Regions from separate parts of the Macaca mulatta genome. Here region 1 is linked to region 2. Evidence: chromatin contacts called from public Hi-C data. All regions are on one chromosome and are shown on one strand. The core of a region is the stretch at or near the end of the contact, and the rest is flanking DNA. Distances in the headings are between cores, read along the strand shown.

Region 1 (5,096 bases), core at 364-2,863, 130 kb after region 2:
CCTCAGCGTCCCAAGTAGCTGGGACTACAGGCGTTCACTACCACAACTGGCTAATTTTTTCCATTTTTTTGTAGAGACGGGGGTCTCACTATGTTGGCCAGGCTGGTCGCAAACTCCCGGGCTCAAGAGATCCGCCCGCCTTGGCCTCCCTAAGTGCTGGGATTACAGGCTGCACCAGCGCATCCAGCCAAATGTAACCTTTTTTTTTTTTCTGAGACGGAGTTTCACTCTTGTCACCCAGGCTGGAGTGCAGTGGCATCATCTCGGCTCACTGCAACCTCCGCCTCCTGAGTTCAAGCGATTCTCCTACCTCAACCTCCCAAGTAGCTGGGATTACAGGCGCCTGCCACCACGCCCGGCTAATTTTGTATTTTTAGTAGAGACGGGGTTTCACCACGTTGGCCAGGCTGTTCCTGAACTCCTGACCTCAGGTGATCCGCCCGCCTCGCACTCCCAAAATCCTGGGATTACAGGGGTGAGCCACTACGCCCGGCCCCAATGTAACTCTTAACGGCAATATCGTGTGCAGTCTCCCGCTCGTATTCGGTTTACTCGACCAATCGCTAAGACGACACTTGAGACTGTTTTCATATCTTTAGGCTTTCCACCATCCTAGAAAGGGGCCTTGCCTGGTTCTAAGGCCGTTCTGAAACACTACCCAACTGTCCTCGGGAAACGGTGCAGAAATCCTCTGGTTTCCCCCAAGGCGCGTGGGCACCTTGGCTGGAACCTCGCCCAATAACACGATGTGCCTGGGGCCCCTTCATCATTTCCGCCAACCCTGGTTACAGCCCTGACGCTGGCCCCTAAGAGCCGTTCCAGTTCTGTCGCTCTCCTCCCCGCAGCCCCAGGCGGTAGCTTCGCGGCCCGGCGTCCGGTCTCCCGGTGGTCCCAGAGCGAGGCTCCGCAATGGAGGGCGAAGGACCCTCCCTCCCCGACCTCGCACGACCGAGACCGCCCACCTTTCCCCCAACGCCCGGCGGTGGGAGCCGTTCGAGTCTTCTCCGCCAGAGCGGTCCTTCCCGGGAGGCCGGTTCTTTGGGGGAATAAGGTCAAGGGTTACGTGATTTGGGGAAGAAAGCTCGGCTGGACCAAGATTGCTTGCGTAGCTCGCTGGAATCTAAGGCACTAGGTGGCATGACGGCCACGCGAGAACGACCCAAGTAGGCGCAGCACCGCCCCCCGCCCCGCGCAGGGACTTCCGGCGCGCCCCAAAGGGGAGCTCGCGGCGCGATGACGTCTTCAGGGAGCGCCACATCCGCCGGGCGGCGCATCTGCCCAGCGCAACCTTGCCGGCCCCAGACCCCTGCCCCGCCCGACCCCGCCCCGCCGCGGGAGCGCGCCACTCGCCCGCGCAGCAGGTGCCTCAGTAGCGCTAGGCGCGCGTCTTCCGAAAGCCCGACCGAGGCCGGCGTGGGCGAGGCCTGGCTACAGGCTGACGCACCGCTGGAGCTACTGACCTCGGGACGACTGGCGGACGGTCGCAAGCCTGGAGACCCAGAGCGAGACGGCCGACTTCCTTCTCGAGCCAGCAGAACGGGTTGAATGTGTCGACACCTCCAGCCGCCAGAGTCAGCGGCGCGGGCTTGTTGGAGCCGGCTGGTGGGCGCGGTCAGGTGCGGGGGCGGGGACTACTGGGCGGGGCTCGGCGCAGGGGCGGGGCCTGATGGGCGCAGTCTCGATGCGGGGGCGGGGCCTAGAGGGCATGGCTCGGCTCGGGGGCGGGGCTCGGCGAAGTACAGTCGGCGCAGGGGCGGGGCTCGTGGGGCGAGGCTCGATGCGGGGGCGAGAGGGTCTCGTGGGGACGGGGGTCTCCCTAGTAGGCGGGGCTTGGTGCTGGGGGCGGGGCCTGGCGGGCCCGTGCTGTGGCCTCGCACTGGCAGACACTTCTCGGCGATTCCTCAGAATCCTCGGAGGAGGCGGCCAGACCCGGAGCGGCAGCGCCGTGGAGGCGGAGTCGCAGGCGCGGGTCGGGCCTGGCTGGGGCGCGGAGCGCGGCCCCCGGAGAAAGCGGCGGCCTCGGGACAGGAGGGACCCGGGAGAAGCCCCCCTGGGGCGGCTCCGCATGTCGGGGTCGCGCCTCTAGGCGACCTTGGTAGAGGGGCTCCTTTGCGCCGAGATCGCGACCCTCGAGGGAGCCACGGCCCGGTGATCCACGCTGCCCGTCCCGGCCATTGGCTGCGCCTTTGTTTCGTGGGACAAAGAGCTGCGGACCCAGCTCTCATCGCGGACCCAGCTGCTCCCGCGTCCATTCTGCGGCCAAGACACCCGAGCGCCGCCCGGAGCCCCGGTACTGAGGGGCGCAGGCCGAGTTCCAGACTAGCCTGGGAAACGCAAAGCGACCCCACCTCCACAAAAGTGGGTTTACTTTAAGTTTTTGACTAGTCCCCAGTTCACAAAATTGACATTTTGGCAGATGAAGATTGCAAGGAAACTGACGGTACGTCAGATTTGTTCTTTAGCAATTTGCTAAACCTCTTCTCTGACTGCCTTTATTATGTATTTATTTTCCAGACAAGGTCTTACTCCGCTGCTTAGGCTGCACTGCAGTGGCGTGATCCCAGCTCACTGCAGCCTCCACCTCTCGGACTCCAGCGATCCTCCCGCCTCAGCCTCCCAAGTAGCTGGGACCACAGGCGCCAGCACGCCTGGCTTATTGTTTTATTTTATGTAGAGAAGAGGTCTCCCTGTGTTGCCCAGGCTGGTCTTGAATTGGGCTCAAGTGATCCTCCTGCTTCAGCCTCCCATAGCGCTGGAATTACTGGCAGGAGCCACTGTATCCGGCTTGATCATCTTTAAAGAAGGTGGTTCTGGCCGGGCGCAGTGGCTCACATCTGTAATCCTAACACTTTGGGAGGCTGAGGAGGGTAGATCACCTGAGGTCAGGAGTTCAAGACCAACCTGGCCAACATGGTAAAAACCTGTCTTTACTAAAAATACAAAAATTAGCCAGGCGTGGTGGCGGGCACCTGTAATCCCAGCTATTCGGGAGGCTGAGGCGGGAGAATCGCTTGAACACGAGAGGCAGAGTTGCACTGAGGCTAGACCACACCATTGTACTCCAGCCTGGGCAACAAGATGAAACTCTGGCTGGGCACAGTGGCTCATACCTGTAATCCCAGCACTTTGGGAGGCCAAGGCAGGCAGATCACCTGAGGTCAGGAGTTTGAGACCAGCCTGGCTAGCATGACAAAACCCCATCTCTATTAAAAATACAAAAAATTAGCCAGGCATGGTGGTGCTTGCCTGTAATCCCAGCTACTTGGGAGGCTGAGGCAGGAGAATCACTTGAACCCAGGAGGCAGAGGTTGCAGTGAGCCAAGATCATGCCACTGCACTCCAGCCTGGGCAACAAGAGTGAAACTCCCTCTCAAAAAAGAAAAAAAAAAAAGAAACTGTCTCACAAAAAAAGAAGGTGGTTCACACACACACACCCCCCCAGGAAAGCTCAGGGCCGGAAGGCAGCCAACCTGGCCGTGACCCTCATCCTGCACACGTGAGCTTGGTGACCAGTAGCTGATTCTTTAACCCTCTAAGCTTTGGAGTCTGGATGTGAGGTTTAAAATTCATGACAAGAAGCTGGAAGGATGCCTCCAGCCTGACTCCTGGACTGGTTCTCTTGACCACTTCAAGAATGACATCTTTGCGAAAGCTGCTAAAATGTTCTGGTTTCATTTCATTCTTTTCTATGCCATGACCTCTCAGATTTGTTCCTGGCAATTCTCATAAGAGTGAAGGAAATGTTTAAAGTGGCTGTTTGGGCTTCCTTTTGTGACACCCTGTGGGGAAGGTGCCCAGGTATGTATGGGTGCTGAGTGTGTGGCCAGCACGGTGTCTGTGGCTGGGCCTCCCTCCTGGACAGTGCGGCCACAGCCCCTGAAAGGTATGTCTTCATTTTTATTTATTTTTATTTTATTTTATTTATTTATTTTTTGAGATGGAGTCTTGCTTTGTTTCCCAGGCTGGAGTACAGTAGCGCCATCTCGGCTCACTGCAAGCTCCGCCTCCCGGGTTCACGCCATTCTCCTGCCTCAGCCTGCCGAGCAGCTGGTACTACAGGTGCCCGCCACCATGCCCGGCTAACTTTTTGTATTTTTAGTAGAGACAGGGTTTCACCGTGTTAGCCAGAATGGTCTCAATCTCCTGACCTTGTGATTCGCCCGCCTCTGCCTCCCAAAGTGCTAGGATTACAGGTGTGAGCCACCGTGCCCGGACTTCATTTTTATTTTTGAACTTACTTGGCTCACCTAGTTATGTCTTTATCTTGTTTTTTAACTTACCCAGTTCACCCAGTGTGGAATTAGGAGTATATGGACATATTCCCGCCCCCAGTTTTATATACCGCCCCAGAGCTGACTACTCTTGGTCGCTTCTGCTAGGTCCTGGCCGACTCGAATGTGCCTTTCCTCCTGATCCTGTGCCACACAGGGCTGAGGGATGCTACCCTCTCCTTCTTCACCTGCCCCTCCCTCACATATCCAGCCCCACCAGGCTACACGTTAGCTTAAAGAGGGAGCTTTCACATTCCCCATGAAAGGGAATCCAGGGGCAGGCTGAGGCAGGAGACCCCCAGTGTTCATGAGATGCCATTCTAGAGAAAGCACTGTGGTGCTGAAGGCCTCAGTCAGACCCCAGGGAGAGATGCCCCAGGGTGACTTTGGGTGGAGAGTCCTGTGCCTGTTCTACTTCCATAAAAATATCCAGGCCGCCGGGTGCGGTGGCTCACGCCTGTAATCCCAGCACTTTGGGAGGCCGAGGCGGGCGGATCACAAGGTCAGGAGATCGAGACCACGGTGAAACCCCATCTCTACTAAAAATACAAAAAAAAATTAGCCAGGCACGGTGGCGGGTGCCTGTAGTCCAGCTACTCAGGAGGCTGAGGCAGGAGAATGGCGTAAACCCGGGAGGCGGAGCTTGCAGTGAGCTGAGATCCGGCCACTGTACTCCAGCCTGGGGCACAGAGCGAGACTCCGTCTCAAAAATAAAAAATAAAAATAAAATAAAATAAAAATATCTAGGCCAGGCATGGTGGCTCACGCCTATAATCCCAGCACACTGGGAGGCCGAGGCAGGCAGATCATTTAAGGTCAGGAGTT
Region 2 (4,901 bases), core at 204-2,703:
CCCTGTCTCAAAAAGGGGTGGGGCACTATATTTTAATGAATATGCAGATAACAGAAATATGGAAAGTGGACTGCAGGAGGTAGGAGATGAGCTGATGGGGTGGGGGAAGGTTTGAGAGATTGGGTGTTGTTTTAGGGCTGCTATAAACAGCAGGATGCAACCAGCTTGCTTCTTACTTGGAAGTTATGGGAGGAGGGAGGGAAAGGAGGGATGAAGGCAACTTCTGGTCAATCTTCCATTGTGAGGTGGGGTCCATGTCCCCACAACCCACAAACTTGGGTGGCCATGGCGGCATATGGCAAACCTGGCAGGTGATTCCAAGAGGCTTCACTCTGTGTGCTGGACCGGCAGGCTGCCCCGGGAGCTGGGCGTGCAGGTGCCCTGGCCAACCACCCAAGGTGAGCCCAGCCATTCATGCCCAGGGTGCACCAGCTCAGGGCAGAAGCTTCTGGATGGCTCCAGCCTGTCCCGAAGAGCCGGCCCCACCACTCACGTCTTCCCGCGGGAGGCCAGCACCTAGAGAAGCAGAGAGGAGCTGTTCCCGAGTGCCCTGAGTTCCTGACCCACAGAGGACACCATCCGGCTGTGGACCCATCAAGTGTCCCAAACAGGTCTGCTCCTCTGCCCAACAGGAACGCTGCTGTTGGACAGCACTGAGGGTGGGTGGTTTGTCACACACCCAGAGACCGCTGAACAGAGGGAGAAGAGTAGGGTCAAGCTGGCAGCTAGACAAGGGAAGTACTTGGGGGACAAAGGGATTGGCGGGGGTTGGTGCAGACCAGGCGAGAAAGGGCACAAAGGGGTACAAGGTCCCGGTGAGAGGCATGGCACGGTCACCCGCCTCAGGCCGCGCTAGATGGGGCGAGGGCCACCAGCTGGGGCCGCTCCTGCCGCCCAGACAGGCGAGATCCCGCAGCGACTGCCACCCCTGGGCTGAAGTCGGTGCTTGCCCACCCTCCTCCCGCCTCTCTCGCCCGCCCCCATCCCCACCCTCATTCCCCGCCTCCCAGCTCCCCGGGTCCCTCCCTTCCCTCCTCGTCGTCTGGCTCCAGTCCTTCGGGTCACTGTTCTCAGGAGGCTGCCCCGGCTCCTAGTCGGGCTATGCCCATCCCCCGCCGACCCCCACGGTCCCCGAGCCGCGCTCCGTGGCCCAGGTGGACGTGCGCCCCGCTCCCCCCCGCCCCCCCCCGCCCCGCATCCCTGGCCGCCCCGCACCCCGCGCCCCCTGCCCCGCATCCCTGCCCGCCCCGCGCCCCGCACCCCGCCCCGCACCCGCGCCCCGCACCCCGCCCCGCACCCCGCCCCGCACCCCGCCCCGCACCCCGCCCCGCACCCCGCGCCCCGCCCCGCACCCCGCGCCCCGCCTCCCCGCGCCCCTACCCCGCCCCGCTCGCCGCCATTGGCTCCCCGCGGCCTGGCTCGGCCCGATTGGTTCCGCGCGCGGCCGGGGCCTGATCCGCGGTGGCAGCTCCGCGGCGTGGATGCTGCTCGGTCCCGCCGCCGCCCCAGGAGCGCGGAGCCGGGAGCGGCCGGGCGGGGGGCACCGCGAGGAGCCGCCCCCGCCGCCCACCCCCGGCCCGCGGCCGAGGGCGGCCTGGGGGGGTCGCGGCCGCACCCGGTGGCCGCACGCGGCGGACAAAGGACCATGCGGGGCCGCGGGCGCTGAGCGCGGCGGGGCGGGCCGGGGATGCGGCGCGGGGCGGGCGGGGGCCGGGGGCTGCAGCGGCGCCGCTGAGCGCGGCCTGGGGCGGGCGCGGCGGCCGCGATGCCGCGGCTCCCGGTGAAGAAGATCCGCAAACAGATGAAGCTGCTGCTGCTGCTGCTACTGCTGAGCTGCGCCGCGTGGCTCACCTACGTGCACCTGGGCCTGGTGCGCCAGGGCCGAGCGCTGCGCCAGCGCCTGGGCTACGGGCGAGGTACGGCGCGAGGGGCGCGGGCGGCGGGGGCCCCGGGGCGCGGGCCGAGCCTCCCACCGCACGGGGGTCTCTGCTGGGCCCGACCCGCCCGGAGACCCCGCCCGCTGTTCCCCGCCCTGCGATTTGTGAGGAGGGGGCGCGGTTCGGCTCGGCCCGGACGCTGGATGACGTCGGCAGTGACGCGCGCGACCCTCTCTGGGAGGGACCCTGGCCTGGATCTGGTAGTGAGCGGCTGACGGTGGGCTCCCGGGGGATTCTCTGCCCCAGACCCTGCTGAGCCTTCCGAGAGGCCTTCTCAGGCCTCGCCTCCATCCCCTGCCCGCTTAGCAGGGCCTCAGTTTCCCCGTGTGCTGGGGACCCGGGCCCGGGCTTGGCGAAGTGGCGGGTGCAGCTGGGACGCTTCCCGGCGGGGGCGCCCTCGGTGAACTGTGCCAGTGTTGTGGGGGTCCGTGCGTGGGGATGGGGCCCAGCTTGCAAAGCCTGGCGTAAACTCTCCCGACCCCAACCCACAAACAAAGCAGATCGGGTCACGGTGAGCCAGCCGGGGTAGGGCCCCCTGGAGATGGTGATCTTTGACACACACCTTTTGTGCAAAGAGCATTCCAGACAGGAAGGCGCAGATGAAAGCCTGGGGGGTGGGGGGAGAAGGAGGGACAAAATGCCCCCTCCTGAGGAGGAGGGAGGTTAGTGCCATGCCCAGACCAGGAGAGACCCCAGCTGGCTGCCTCTGAGCCTTCTCCAGGGAGCCGGGTGTCCTGAGGGGGCAGAACAATGATACTGGCGGGGGACACCTGGGCCACTCCACCTGCCAAAGCTCCTCTGTCTTCTCTTCGTGGGCTGGGAGGCCGGGACCCACACAGGCCAACGGTCTGGGGCTTGTCCCAACCCACATACCTCGCAGCTGCCACCCCCTCAAGAGACCCCAGATACTGCTGAATCCCTAAAAGAAGCTCCACCCCAGCTCTTAGCAGACAGGGCAGGATCCACAGCTGCCCCAATGACACAGAACAGAACCAGCCCCCTCCGCAGGAGCCTCTGTAGTTTTCGGAGCAGCGGAGGGATCTAAGCCCAACCTGGAGGGGGCGGATGCATACGAATCCCCCTTCCAAGGACCCCTTGAGGCTAAGCGAGCTCCGCCCCAGGGCACCTGTACTACTTGCTACCTTTGAGGCCAGGGCCAGGACAAGAGGAACTCAACAGCTGCCCAGGGAGATGGGGAGTGAGCAGACTGTTCTGTCGGGGGAGCTGGGGCCAAAGTCGGGGGAGCCCCCAGGGGACCCTTCCCAGGTCTGCCTGTGGACATCTCTACTGCCTCCCCACAAGCCTGGGCAGGCCAGCTCTGCGCCCCAGCCCTCTCCACTTCCTGGACCTCCCTAAGCTGAGGACCTAGACATCCTCACTGCGGCCCCAGGGGGTTCCACGCCCTGGGACCTGAGCATCTGAAGGGATGCTTCACTTCACCCCAGTTCTGCCCCTCCTGGTCCTCCTACCCAGGGACACTCAATCCAGGGCCACCCTCTGCCCCAGGGCCACGCCTGGGCTTCCGCATCCATGCCTGTCCCTCAGTCCAGACTTTGAGAGCTCAAATCCTTCAGGAGAGGCAGTGCCGGCTTTCCTGACTATAGTCCCTGGCACTAACCCTGAGTTCTCAGTTCTGGTAAGGGAGGCAGACATGGAACACACCAGCACAGAGAAAGTGCTGAGGGCACAGGGCAGTCCTGGGGTCTTCCTGGAGGCAGAGCCACTTAACAAGAATGGCCAGATGGGGGTGCATGTGGGTGCCTACACACACCAGCTGGCGCACCCAGCTTTCCTCCCTCACACCTGCTGGAGGTTGGGAACAGCCTGCTGGAAGGCTCAGCCCGGGCTGCCCCACCAGAGGTGGGGTGTGGAAGAAGTTGCCTCGCTGTGGGGTGGGGCATCTGGTAGAGGACGCAGATGAGAAGGAGAGGTTTGGCTTTAGTGAGAGACACCACAGCCTCCTTGCCCTGCTCTGGCCATGTGGGTCCCCAGCCTGGCTGACCCCAGCAGCAGGCAGAGTGGCCTTGGAGAGAGCCTGGGCCCGAGACAGGCCTCACGTGCCACCTGCAGATGGTGAGAAGCTGACCAGTGTGACCGACGGCCGGGGTGTCCATGCTGCGCCATCCACACAGAGGGCTGAGGACTCCAGTGAGAGCCGTGAAGAGGAGCAGGCGGTGAGCAAGGCCTTGGGGAGAACGCGTGTGCACGAGACGAGACCCCAAAGCCCCGAAGCCACTTGAGCATTGGTGTCTTGAGAACCTGTCCCTTCTGGAGGACACAGCAGGGGGGCATGAGACACAGGACATGTGGGTGGGGAGCACGGCATGGCTTGTCAGTGTGAGCTGCAGCACCAGGCATCCTGTCTGGAGCTCTGTGTCTGGGGGCTGCAGCAGGTGCATGAATGCACCAGCCGGTCAGTATGTGGGGTGGCCGGGCATCTGCTTGGGCGAGAGTGACCAGGGGGTCTGAGTGTACGTGCCAGGGCCATGGGTCAGGGTTTGCGCGGCTGTGGGCTCGCAGGCATTTAGGCCTGTGTGGCTCCATGTTGGAATGGGGTCTTTGTGAAGATCTGTCTTGCTGTTTGTGACCTCCTCCCTGCCCTTCCAGCCCTGACCCCGCTGCCTTTTCTCTCCTGCAGCCCGAAGGTCAGGATCTAGATATGCTGTTTCCTGCAGGGGCTGGGAAGCTGCCACTGAACTTCACCCATCAGACACCCCCATGGCGGGAGGAGGTGAGCTGGCTCAGCCTGTAAGGGGCTGGGAGGCAGGGCGGGGCTGGGGGGGCGGCGGGCCGTGCAGAAGGTAAGGCCCCCCGATCCCCAGTACAAGGGGCAGGTGAACCTGCACGTGTTTGAGGACTGGTGTGGGGGCGCCGTGGGCCACCTGAGGAGGAACCTGCACTTCCCGCTGTTCCCTCATGTGAGTGCCGGGGTTGGGGGGTGCAGGGCGGGCAGGGCACGCAGGG

What was found. A called contact is a pair of places that touch in the nucleus more often than the background predicts.
Region 1: a Hi-C map of fetal cortex germinal zone shows a contact between it and region 2, with 2.1 times the contacts expected there. The contact joins the promoter of RNH1 here to the promoter of B4GALNT4 in region 2. A contact is called at or near these places in 3 of 14 Hi-C or Micro-C datasets (CD4 T cells, blood and fetal cortex germinal zone).

The regions. Positions count from the first base shown.
Region 1 is chr14:399,097-404,192 of T2T-MMU8v2.0, forward strand. It overlaps RNH1 (ribonuclease/angiogenin inhibitor 1), which reads right to left and starts at 1,614. Exons shown (of 10, transcript XR_013403365.1): 1 at 1,461-1,614. It overlaps LOC144334029 (a long non-coding RNA gene), which reads left to right and starts at 1,245. Exons shown (of 2, transcript XR_013403373.1): 1 at 1,245-1,616; 2 at 1,906-3,661.
Region 2 is chr14:270,386-275,286 of T2T-MMU8v2.0, forward strand. B4GALNT4 (beta-1,4-N-acetyl-galactosaminyltransferase 4) reads left to right here and starts at 1,454. Exons shown (of 20, transcript XM_028832938.2): 1 at 1,454-1,916; 2 at 4,008-4,111; 3 at 4,576-4,668; 4 at 4,760-4,855. The coding sequence starts at 1,766.